Linked DNA regions of Zea mays: regions 2 and 3 are each linked to region 1. Evidence: chromatin contacts called from public Hi-C data. All regions are on one chromosome and are shown on one strand. Each heading gives the region's core, a stretch centred on a gene start, on an enhancer-like site or on the middle of the called end of the contact. The rest is flanking DNA. Distances are from core to core; before and after follow the strand shown.

Region 1 (3,557 bases), core at 335-2,834:
TGCATCTCACCAAAGTCATGTATTCAGTAAAGGTGAAAGTCTCAATGTATGCTAATATGCTATAGCATGACATGTAAGCTAAGATTTTCAAATACCTGGCTATGGGTTCCCATAGGTGATAGCATGTTTGTTTGCAATCTCTTGGTTTTCGACGTTTTTTTTTTGCTGAAACTGCGGCATAAAAACGACTACAACACTATTGCTACGTTACGAGCTTTTTTCGTGTGATGATGACGAAAATAATCGCTATATACTACCATATAGAAAGATAACGTTGTAATTACGATTTGTATAATCTGGTCTGGAGAGTAAAAAATGGTCTTGCGATGGCAATGGTCAGGCATACAGGTTACAGGGTTCTAAACAGACTCAACCTGCAGTCTGCGACCCACGAGCATCCTCACCGTCCTCACCATTTTTCCACCAAACCAAATCACCCCACTAGGAAAACCCGGCTGGTCTCTGATTCGTGCTGAAGCTTAGATACTGCAAAACCGACGGGGGAAATTACACATTTTCGACATTATTTGCTCAACATTACGAAACACGCATTCTTCCTTCTCTTCTCAGGGAACTGAAAACGACGAACACCACGGTTGAGAGTTTACTAAAATCCTCTCCACCACAATTCCACAAAAGCAAAGCTATGACAACGACTGACGCAGCAGCACCGAACCCGAGCTGCCGGAGATCGGAGAGGAGACAAGCAAAGCAACTTTATCTTCACGTGGGTTTGAGGTCCTGAAACATGGAGTCCCACTTGATGTCGTCATTGCCGGTGCCCGCGCCGCCCTCCTCCTCCTCCTCCGTTCCGCACTCCTCGTCGTGGAACATCAGGCTCGCCTTCGCCGACGACAGCCTCGCGCCGCCGCCGCCGCTGAGGCCGCCCGCTCCGGCGACGGCAGCGGCGCCGTCGGTGATCATGAGCACCATCTTCTTGGCGGCGCTACCGGTGCTCTTCCGCTGCACGGCGCCGACTTGGACGGCGTCGTCGCCGCTGCAGATCCTCGGGACGACGGCGGCGACCGACGACGGCGCGCCCCGCCTTGCGCCGCCTCCGGCCAGCCGGCGCACGCACCGCGACAGGCACCTGGTGGCCCTGCGCGCGAGCCGCGAGCCCGACGACGCGGCGGCCTGCTCCTTGGCCAGCTTGAGGATCTCGAGGCGGTGCTTGGCGACGGCGATGCCCATGCTCTTGAGCAGGTCGTGGTCGAAGTGCGCCGCGTCCCCGGGCTCCAGCTCGTTCCGGCTGAAGAGGCGCCCGTACTCGTGCGCCAGCGCCGGCGCCAGCCCCGTCCGCGCCAGCCACGCGCACCAGTCGTCGTCCATGGCGTATTGGCGTTGCAGGCAGCCTGCCCTCAGCTTCCCTGTCCACCAACCTACACTTCCCGCGCGGCTGAGCGGCCAGTGAGCACACAGGACAGGACAGGACAGGACAGGAGTACAGGACCCAGCGCCCGCACTCACTGCAGGCCCCCTCACTGCCCGGCTCGCCGCAACTACTCGCGCGCTAGGATTTATAGGAAGGCATGCACAGCACAGCACAGGGCTAGAAGCTCGCGGCTGCAGAGGCGTTGCACGGCCAAGCTCACATGCTTTGCCTTGCCTTGGCACATGACAAGGCTGCCTGCCACCTCACGCGGATTCAGCGAGTTAAATTCGTGGACGTAGCGCTGTGGCGCCAACGCGGTATGTACATTACATACAAGCAAGCTTGGCTTCGGTGCACGGGTACAAGTAACCAACAGATGACGAAGCTCCAAAGGCTGTCAGCAGGCTGATCGATCTGATGACGCAGTTCGCGGTCCACCATCTCCATCCTGCCACCATGCACCACCAAATCTTGTGGGCACGGGCACGGGCACGGCCTCTCGATTGGTCACATGCATGCCCCTGCAAAGTGCGTGGAGCTGCTGCAGCTAATGGATGCTGGCTCTCCTTTACAGCATGAATAAACTAAGGCGGCCCGGTTTGAATCGGCTAAAAAGTTAGAGATAATTATTAGCTCTAGTGCATTTAAATAAGGGCTAAAAAATTTACTAGCGTGTGAGGGCTGTTAAAAGTTGCCGGGCGGGCACTTTGTGGCCGGCACACTCTGCTGCATTGTGCGGAAGGCGCATGTGTGATATGTAATTCTCTATCCACTTGAGACTTCATTTGAGATGTCTGAGGGAGGGTGGCACGAGCCGGGAAGGAGAAGGACGACGGACACGGAAGGGACGGACGGGCGACGACGTGGGTGGTGGCCCACGGGCCCTACATGTCTGTTACAGTGCGTGTTACTGCTTCGTTTTGGTAGAAAATTCGGGAGCGACCTAGGATTGTACTAGTAGTAGTAGCAGAGAAAGTCACGAGATCGATACGTAAAAGATTAGGCATGGGCGAAATTTGGACTGAGTCGCAGTTGGAATCTATAGCTAGACTGGCTGGAGCTGCATGCCTCAAACAAATGCGACGGCTATAAATGACTCTATCTTCTTGGCATTGTTTGCATCGTTCTGTATAAGGCCTTATTCGTTTGTGTCGGATTGCACCCGGAATCGTTCCAGCTAATCAAAATTTATATAAATTAGATAAACAATCCGGTTATGAATCGTTCTGACCCACCAATCCGAGACAAATGAACGAGCCGTAAAAAAACTCTGCCTTTTGAGTTTGTTTAGCCATGCCAACTTTCACGCCAAGAAGGGTTGGTTTAGTTGTAGCCATGCATGGTTTTGTTTTGACAAACAATCAAACCAGATCTTATCAAACAGGCACACTGGTGTGGTTTGATCCAATCCAAGAAGGTACCTTATTCGCGTAGCCACTCATGTACAGTTACCACAGTACAAGGACACATTTATATACTTTACAGAATTGTACTGCCAAAACTGCTCGGAATCCATTTTCTCCCCTACCGGACCTGCACTGGACCGTCGTCGTCACTGTGCTCGAGAGGTCCGATCCGATCCGTCAGCGTCTGGTCGATGACCAAGCTTGTGTTTACACTACAGCTACACTCGCCTGTACGGCCGTCTGGGGCTGTTGAGCAGCACCTTGTCCTCGATGGGGAGCCTGTACGGCGACACCTTGAACCGCTCGCTGTCCCGCCGCCGCCGCCGCTCCCGGGAGTGCACGAGCCACGCGGCCGCGGCGAGCATCCCGGCCGCCGACGCCGCGAGCAGCGCCTGGTACACCCGGCGGCTGTCCCGCCGCAGCGGGGGGCAGCCGCGCTGGCCCACCGTCCGGAACGCGCGCCGCACGGTCACGCAGCTCGCGACGTCGGCCAGGGCCGGGGACTGCCGCCTCAGCCCGTCGCTGAGGCCGGCCACGGCGACCATCTGCGAGTACATCGCCGGCGTCAGGCGCCCCGCCGTCGAGCACACCTCTTCCCGGCCCGACCCCGCCGCCGCGCGGCACACGTAGCGCTGCCAGACCTGCAGATGCGATGCGATGCGACCGAAGTCACCGAACCGAACACACGCGACGTCAGACATCTCGCCAACAACAACGCACGCACAGGTTCTTTGTTCGTGCCGTACCGTACCGTACGTACCTGCTGCGCGTCGGCGGCG
Region 2 (3,557 bases), core at 575-3,074, 430 kb before region 1:
CTGTTTGAGGATTATGTGGCCATATGGTGTTCCTTCCCTCCTGTATGCAGTCAATAGGCAATGAGCCCATGAGATGCGTTGACCAAAAGATAGTTTCAGAGGTGTGTTGAAACAAATAATATAGTGAGTAGATAGAATGTTTCTTAACTAATGGAAACCTGCTAGAGCATGGACAGCTTTTCATGGAAATTCTGCCACATATGCATGGCGTTAGCAAATTTTGTCCATCAAGCATGCATAATTATTTCAGCCAGTAGTGATCATTGGAACAACATAGGAAGAAATTTAAATGATAACATGGAAAGGATCAATCAATCAGCCAGATGAATTACAACTTGCCAGCTATATTCCAGGTAAGCAAAGTTACACTCAAGACTCCACAGAAGAGAAGACAGCTACTGACTAGGAGCATCTCCAACCAGAAGTCCTATATTTGACACCTAAAAATTAAAATAGGATCGATTTGAAGTGTTTAGGGCCACAAAAACATTTACAGCTCCAACAGTTGAGTCATATGCCAATGTTGTTAGGAAATAGATCATGTTATTTAGGAAATAAAAGGCTAGTAATAACATACAAAAACGAGGATAAGGCTCCAGCATATGGTGTCCTATATTTAGGACCTGAGAGGCCGAGTCCAATAATTATTTGATGTTTTTTTGTGAAATAGAACCCCTGTTGGAGCAGTTTTTTGGCGTTAGTCCTATATTTCAAAATACAACTCCGTATAAAACTCCTCCAAATCTTTCGAAACTTGGGTACATCTGATTTTCGCAATCCCACTCAGCAAAAGTACACCATGGAATATATAATCAACTCCTTTCAAGAGAAACATAATCCAAAACCCTAGTAAACTGAACAAAGGGGCAAAAATGAAATTGACTCATTCAATCCCACGCCAAGTAAACTAATTTGTGAAGGGCATATTCTACTGTTTGCCAGTGAAACACGAGAAATCCAAAACCCTAATTTAAGGAAAGCTCTAAGTTACTTAATCATCAACACCAACAACGGGTCGCCTTTTGGTGAATTTTACTGCAGATCCCAGCCCGCACATTGATACCTGGACACAGGTTGCACCAATATACTAGCACGCTAGCTGCAGCAAAATTCATGTGGAAAACGCTTGCCCATAATCGACAACCCAGTAAACCACATCTACATCCCCGGAGCGGACCGAACCAGCACCAAATCTAGCCCTTGAAGTAGGCAGTAACTCACCTGGCGAGACCCGTGTCTGCATCCGTGATCAAAGCGGCACACAGATTGAGATGAGCCGGACGGCGCAGCTCAACGAGGTTCGGTAGGAGAGATGGGGGAGGGGGTCGCGGGCGCTTACCCATCTCTTCGGGGGAGGGCTCCAGTCCATGCCGAGCGGCAGCGGCGAGGTGCCATCGTGGCGGTGCTTCGGGGGGCTGGGGGCCTTCTTGCGCGCCCCCGCCGACGACGACGTCGCCATCGCTAGCGGCCGACGTCGCCCGCGGAGTACGGTGGTGGTGGGATCGGGGCGGACGAATCAGCCGAGGCGTCGCGCCCACGATTCTAGTCTGCCACTACTGGGCTGGAGATTAGAGGAGGCTAGGCGGAGGCGCGGAGCTGAGGCAGACGCGGTGGCGGTTGGACGGACGCTCCCGCGGTCGCATCTAACTGTCAACGCCAGCCAGGGCAGCGTCCGCCCTTGGCCGTCCCTTCCACGGTTGGTTCCATCGCCGTGGTGCGAGCTGGGCGGGAGCGGTAGCTTGGAGCGATGCGGATCTGTCGGCTCACGAGTTGCATGTTTTTGAACACTATGTTTTTTAAAATGTCATTACATAACCGTATTTTTTACAACACTTTTAGCAATGTGTGTTTAAAGACAAAGTATCTGAACAATGATATTTAGTATACATATGCAAAATTAATCATAGACAAAAACTTTAGATTAGAGTGAAGTTTCAAATACTCAAAACATATCATAGTATCCATAAAACTACGATATTTAAAACAGAGTTTTTTTACAGTGTAACCAAACACCTCTTGAAAAAAATGGTATTCTTAAATATCATGGTTTTGTCTTAAAACTCCAAAAATACTTTGATTCCAAATACCCCTTAGTGTGTGTCTGGGATGGCTCTAGGTTAAAGCTCTAGTTTGGAGATGTAGTTTATAATACCAATTTAAATAGTTTTAAAAATATTTTTAATTTAAATAATAAACAAAATGACATGTTTAAATGTCTTCTAAAGTCTTACAGCTCTAGCTCCACAATTTTATGTAGCACCTAATGATTTGCTCCTCCAACTCTACCAAAATTTTGGGGCTAGAGTTGTCCTAAACAGGGCCTTATGTCGTGCAACCTAGAGCGTGTTTGAAAGCACCCAGTTTTTGAGAAACTGATTTATAGGACAACTACTATACAAATATACACTAGGTACAAACATACATGCCTTATGGTCGGTTAGATTTAGATTCAACCGTAAATGCAACCGTGATTTATTAGGTTTTTTATAAAGATACAAGAGAATATGGTGGAAGGTTTTAAGTGCAAAATATGATATAAGGTTGGGTCTAAATTTAACGGATCAAGAGACTTGCTTGCAGGCTTGCACCTAATGTCTGTTTGCATAGTAGTCATTGCTCGATTTATAGAAACTATAGTAGTTTGAAATATATGGGTTTATGTCCCAGTTTATAGAAACAAAATTTCTAATTTCTTAAAAACCAAAAAGCTACTCTCCCATAGATAAACCTAGCTTTGGTGTGTTTAATTACTCATAGAATCTACATCTATTGTCACCGTTTTTTGAAATAGAGAAAGAGTATGCTAGTAGTTATAAAAAAAACTAGAAACTGGCTTTTTAGAAACTGGGTTTTAAACACCTCCACCCAACTATTTTCGTAAACCGGTACCTATAAACTAGGGATATAAAGTGGTTATTAAAAAACTGGTGTGCTTGCAAACATGCCTCTAATAAGAGATTAACGATCCTCATCAAAATAAACAATTAATTAGGATCTATTTGGATCATGGTGTTGAAGTTTCACACTACACTTTTAGCTAAACTTTAGTATAGCTAAACTTTAGTACTAATTATCTGTATTGTAAATTCCAACTTAGATCCTGTCTGTGGGGTGAATATGCCGTAAGCCAAATCATGCATCTTTATACGAGTTGATGTTGCCGCACAAGTTTTTTTTTATTCTACATCTACCAAACAATGATCCATCACATTACTAATGTTATCAGACAACCCATACAAGTTTCAGGGCGCATGTGACATCTTAAGCATTCTTATGAGTTATGAGGATCTGCGATAGGCAACCATAGAATGCGATACAGCACATGTTAACCGCATTCACATTACTGCGAGAGAGCAATTCCTCAATCTAGAATATTACCAACTCATTATTCCACCATTCAGTTGAAATCCAAGCAGAAGTGTTGTAAAACAGGCAATCTAGGATATTACCAACTCAGTATTCCACCAAACAGAAGTGTTGTAAAACAGAGATAAAGAAAACAAACGTTCCTTCTCATACCAACTGTGATGATACAATGTTACTCCAGAATACAAACA
Region 3 (3,557 bases), core at 405-2,904, 340 kb after region 1:
TGCGAGACGGCGTCGTAGAAGCTGCTCCACGGCGTTATGTGGTCGAACTGCAGGATCGGCGCGGAGGAAGCTAGGGCACCAATGGCGACGTGGGGGTACTTGAGCCTGAACCAGGAAGCCAGCACTGCAAACGAAAACAACGAGCATGAAGCATCATCAGTGGAGCACACAACCTGCTGCTTGTCATGTTCCCCTTGTAGTCGTACAACTGTACAAGCAGCACATGCTCGACGGCCGACGACTTACTTCCGCCGTAGGAGCCGCCGAAGACGACGACGGGAGCGGCCTCGGCGCCGAGGTCCCGCTTCAGGCCCCTGATGACGACGGCGAAGTCGGCCAGCGCCTGCGTGGACGTGAGGTAGCCCAGCGTCTCGGCCGACCTGTACGAGTCGTTCCCGAACGGCTTCGACTCCCCGTAGAACCGGTGCTGTTCGTCGGTGGCAGACAGGCAATGGAAGAAAGAAACGGTTTCGTCAGTGGTGGCAGAGCCAGAGGCAAGCGCGCGCGCGGTAGGTTTCAGACAAGCTGGGAAACTAGTGGTCGAGTGATGCAGCTAGCTGTGATTTTTCACCCTTTCTTTTTCTGCGACGTTTCTTTCTTTCCTCTCCTCTTCTTCCAGCTAGCTCCTTGTATATGCGATGCGAGTTTGCGACAAAGCAACGTCAGCGTCAGCAAAGAACATGTCGGTCAGTGATACCGACAGCGAAACGTTAGTCTTGGGTAGATGTGGAGCAGAAGATTTTTTTTTCCCCCGTTGGTTTGACTTGTGTTAGTATCTTGATAGCATTCAGAGTTTCAGACATCATTGGACCGGCAGCTCAAAACGCTCGCGAAGAAAATTGCATGCCCATGGTGGCTAATTCATCTAAGATTACGCGAGTTTCTATGCTACGGTCTCTTCTGGTAGGAGGTATATATAGGATTCTTCTCCTCCGGCTCCCGTGGAGTGGAGGAGCCGGCCGCTCCAGCTCATCCGGAGTAAGCAAGCAACCACGATTACTTACTTACTGGTATATATATACGTACCTCGATGAAGACGAGGAGGGCGCCGAACGTGGGCGCGATGTCGAACATGAACCCGGTGTTGGTGGCGAACCACTCGATGTCGCCCTCGTTGCCCGTGTACACGAACAGCGGGCCGGGGCCGTCGTCGCCGGCGCCGGCGCCGGGCCGGCGCCAGAAGGTGTCGTTGAGGAGGTACTTGTGGCGGAAGACCGTGGACGCGTTGGGCGTGAAGGCGAAGTGGTCGAGCAGCTGCGGGAAGTAGTGCGCCGTGAAGGGCTTGGTCGACGCGTTGGCGGGCCCGGCGACGAGCTCGGCGCTGCTGCTGCTCGGGCGCCGCAGCTGGTGGCGCTTCAGCAGCGGCGGCGTGAAGGCAGGCCGTGGGTTGGAGTTGGAGGACGGGCGCGCTGCTGAGTCGGCTGGGAGCGAGTAGGCCGCGAGGAGGAGCACGAGCAGGAGAGGCAGGAGGAGGGAGCGGGCCGGCGGTGGACCGGCTGACGAGGGCCGGGCATCTGGCGCCGCCATTCTCTCTGTCTGTCTCTCTGTCGTCACTCTTGGTGGTGGAAGGGGAGGCGGGAGGAAGGCGCACGGGCGGGTCAGTCAGACGAATATGCGTCGTTAAATTTCTGACGACGATTTTTGTCTCGGTGGCAGACACTGAGACACGACACGAGCCAAGTTTGGTCTTTGGTGTGGCAACTAGCTTTGTTTGCGGACGGACGGTCTTATGCACGAAAACGGCTGTCAACCGCCGCCTTCAAATCGAAATGATTCCATGCGTATGTATGTAGGTATGCTTTGCGCCTTGCTTTTTCTAAAAGGGTTTAGGGTGTAGCACTACCACAGAACCAAAGTGCTCCAGCATGGCGCGGCGTCCGCGGAGCCATGGGCAGAGGATTGGCCCACACCACCGCTGCCAATGATCCCGACCTCTCATCTATAACAGCAAAAGGGCACAAAGGCTTAGAACAGCGACGCACGAACTGCTCAGCTCAAAGATGATACTCCGACCGAAATCCAAAACCCGCAATATGTTTCTGACATGGTCCTCTCCGTATACATTTGAATAATCAATCCCCGTTTCATGTGAAGACATACAAGACATCCAGACAGACAGGCCGGCTAGCGCTCACACCGCTGCCTGCTGTTGTCGGATACGCACGCTCGTCAGAGCAGCAGCAGCAGCAGCTCCGTCCTCGACTCCCTGTGCCTGGCTCTGCTGCTGGCCTGCAGCCGGCCACCACGTTGTGGCACAGTTCTGGCCACTGACAGTTGACGCACCAGCAGCTGCAGCTGCATCCACCGTCTGAAGGGGTGAAAGGGGGCTCCGGTTGCTGCTGAATCACCAGCGGAGCTGCAAGTTATTACAGTACAAGAGTGTTTAAAAAGTTCTACAGTTTCTCAACCTGTCAACCTGATGATGCATGCGTGCGTCACAAGTGAAATAACTGGATTGGCTTTTTCCCCTTCTAGCTTGTCACCTTCATTTTTTTTCCATAGAACAGATTGTTAACTTGACTGCAACTAGGGGTGGTAATGGGCTCTAGATTTTACACTATACATTTCAAGGATCGAATCGGATTATGATCGGACACTATTCCTATTAATTTTTGAACTAAAATTAATTAAGGGTCATAACTTATTGTGAAGAAATATTTGAATCGTGATCCATTACCACCCCTAACTGAAAACTGCAGTACAGCAATAGTAGCACCTTTAATTATCCTGATGACGTTTGCTGCCAAACCACGTTAGGGAGCGCGGCACATTGTTTCCAGTTTGGGCTGGGCCCAACTCCGAGCGTTCGGGAAACAGTAACCCAGTTCTCAAGCCTTTGAAAGATTCTGGCGTACGATGCCAAATCGTCACGCGATTGAGGCCCGCCCGGCCCGCTGTCGTGTTTGCCGAGGCCGCCTGCTGCTGGCGCTTGCAGCTGGCAACAGGAGGTGATTCAGATGTTTTACTCGTGGGGCTCGGTGCCTGCCACGCGACGGGAAAACACAGGTGCCAGCAATCGCCAACGGAGATGGATTTGTGCTGGCCATCTAGCGCCACAAAATTGCTGCTACTAGAGTAAAAGGACATATGGATATAAAAAGGTGTTTGGTTCGAGAAATAAACTAGTTTATTATCTTCTCGTTGTTTACCTTTTTGTTTGTTGGTTTTATTATAGAATAAAATGAGTTCATTCATCACCACCTCGTTCTGAATAGTTAGTTAGTCGGTTCTAGCATTAGAAATGGGACCATTGCAACAAATTTGATAGATTGATTCGTAATACACCATCTCATTTTGAAAAATGGAGTGGTTTCTCAAACCAAACCAAACACATCGTTTTTAGTAGATCTAGAAACCTGATCCCCAGCGAAGTCGCCAAAAAAATGTGTTGGCGTCGATCTAGGAGTCAAATACTGCAACGAACCACTTGACGGTGCTCTCTGCAAAGGCACGAATGGCCCGCAGCATAGAGCCGGATGGTCGACGATACTTTTGGTGAGATCTCAATGGTAGAGGTTCAATCTGACGTATCACTTCGTATACAACATATCGGTTTT

What was found. A called contact is a pair of places that touch in the nucleus more often than the background predicts.
Region 2: a Hi-C map of tassel shows a contact between it and region 1, with 3 times the contacts expected there. The contact joins the promoter of LOC103629709 here to the promoter of LOC100273200 in region 1. A contact is called at or near these places in 2 of 25 Hi-C or Micro-C datasets (endosperm and tassel).
Region 3: a contact with region 1 is called in a Hi-C map of bundle sheath, with 1.9 times the contacts expected there. The contact joins the promoter of LOC100274448 here to the promoter of LOC100273200 in region 1. A contact is called at or near these places in 3 of 25 Hi-C or Micro-C datasets (bundle sheath, leaf and leaf mesophyll).

The regions. Positions count from the first base shown.
Region 1 is chr6:106,566,402-106,569,958 of Zm-B73-REFERENCE-NAM-5.0, reverse strand. LOC100273200 (Sterile alpha motif (SAM) domain-containing protein) reads right to left here and starts at 1,584. Exons shown (of 1, transcript XM_008650816.4): 1 at 467-1,584. The coding sequence starts at 1,329. The coding sequence ends at 724. It overlaps LOC103629704, which reads right to left. Exons shown (of 9, transcript XM_023300363.1): 8 at 3,539-3,557; 9 at 2,746-3,419. The coding sequence ends at 2,997. LOC100384866 (isoleucine--tRNA ligase, cytoplasmic) reads left to right here. Exons shown (of 27, transcript XM_008649996.4): 27 at 1-152.
Region 2 is chr6:106,992,990-106,996,546 of Zm-B73-REFERENCE-NAM-5.0, reverse strand. It overlaps LOC103629709 (PX domain-containing protein EREL1), which reads right to left and starts at 1,824. Exons shown (of 10, transcript XM_008650820.3): 1 at 1,340-1,824; 2 at 1-40. The coding sequence starts at 1,459. It overlaps LOC100382784, which reads right to left. Exons shown (of 7, transcript XM_008650819.2): 7 at 3,362-3,557.
Region 3 is chr6:106,227,949-106,231,505 of Zm-B73-REFERENCE-NAM-5.0, reverse strand. It overlaps LOC100274448 (putative serine peptidase S28 family protein), which reads right to left and starts at 1,654. Exons shown (of 10, transcript NM_001148807.1): 1 at 1,027-1,654; 2 at 247-427; 3 at 1-124. The coding sequence starts at 1,527.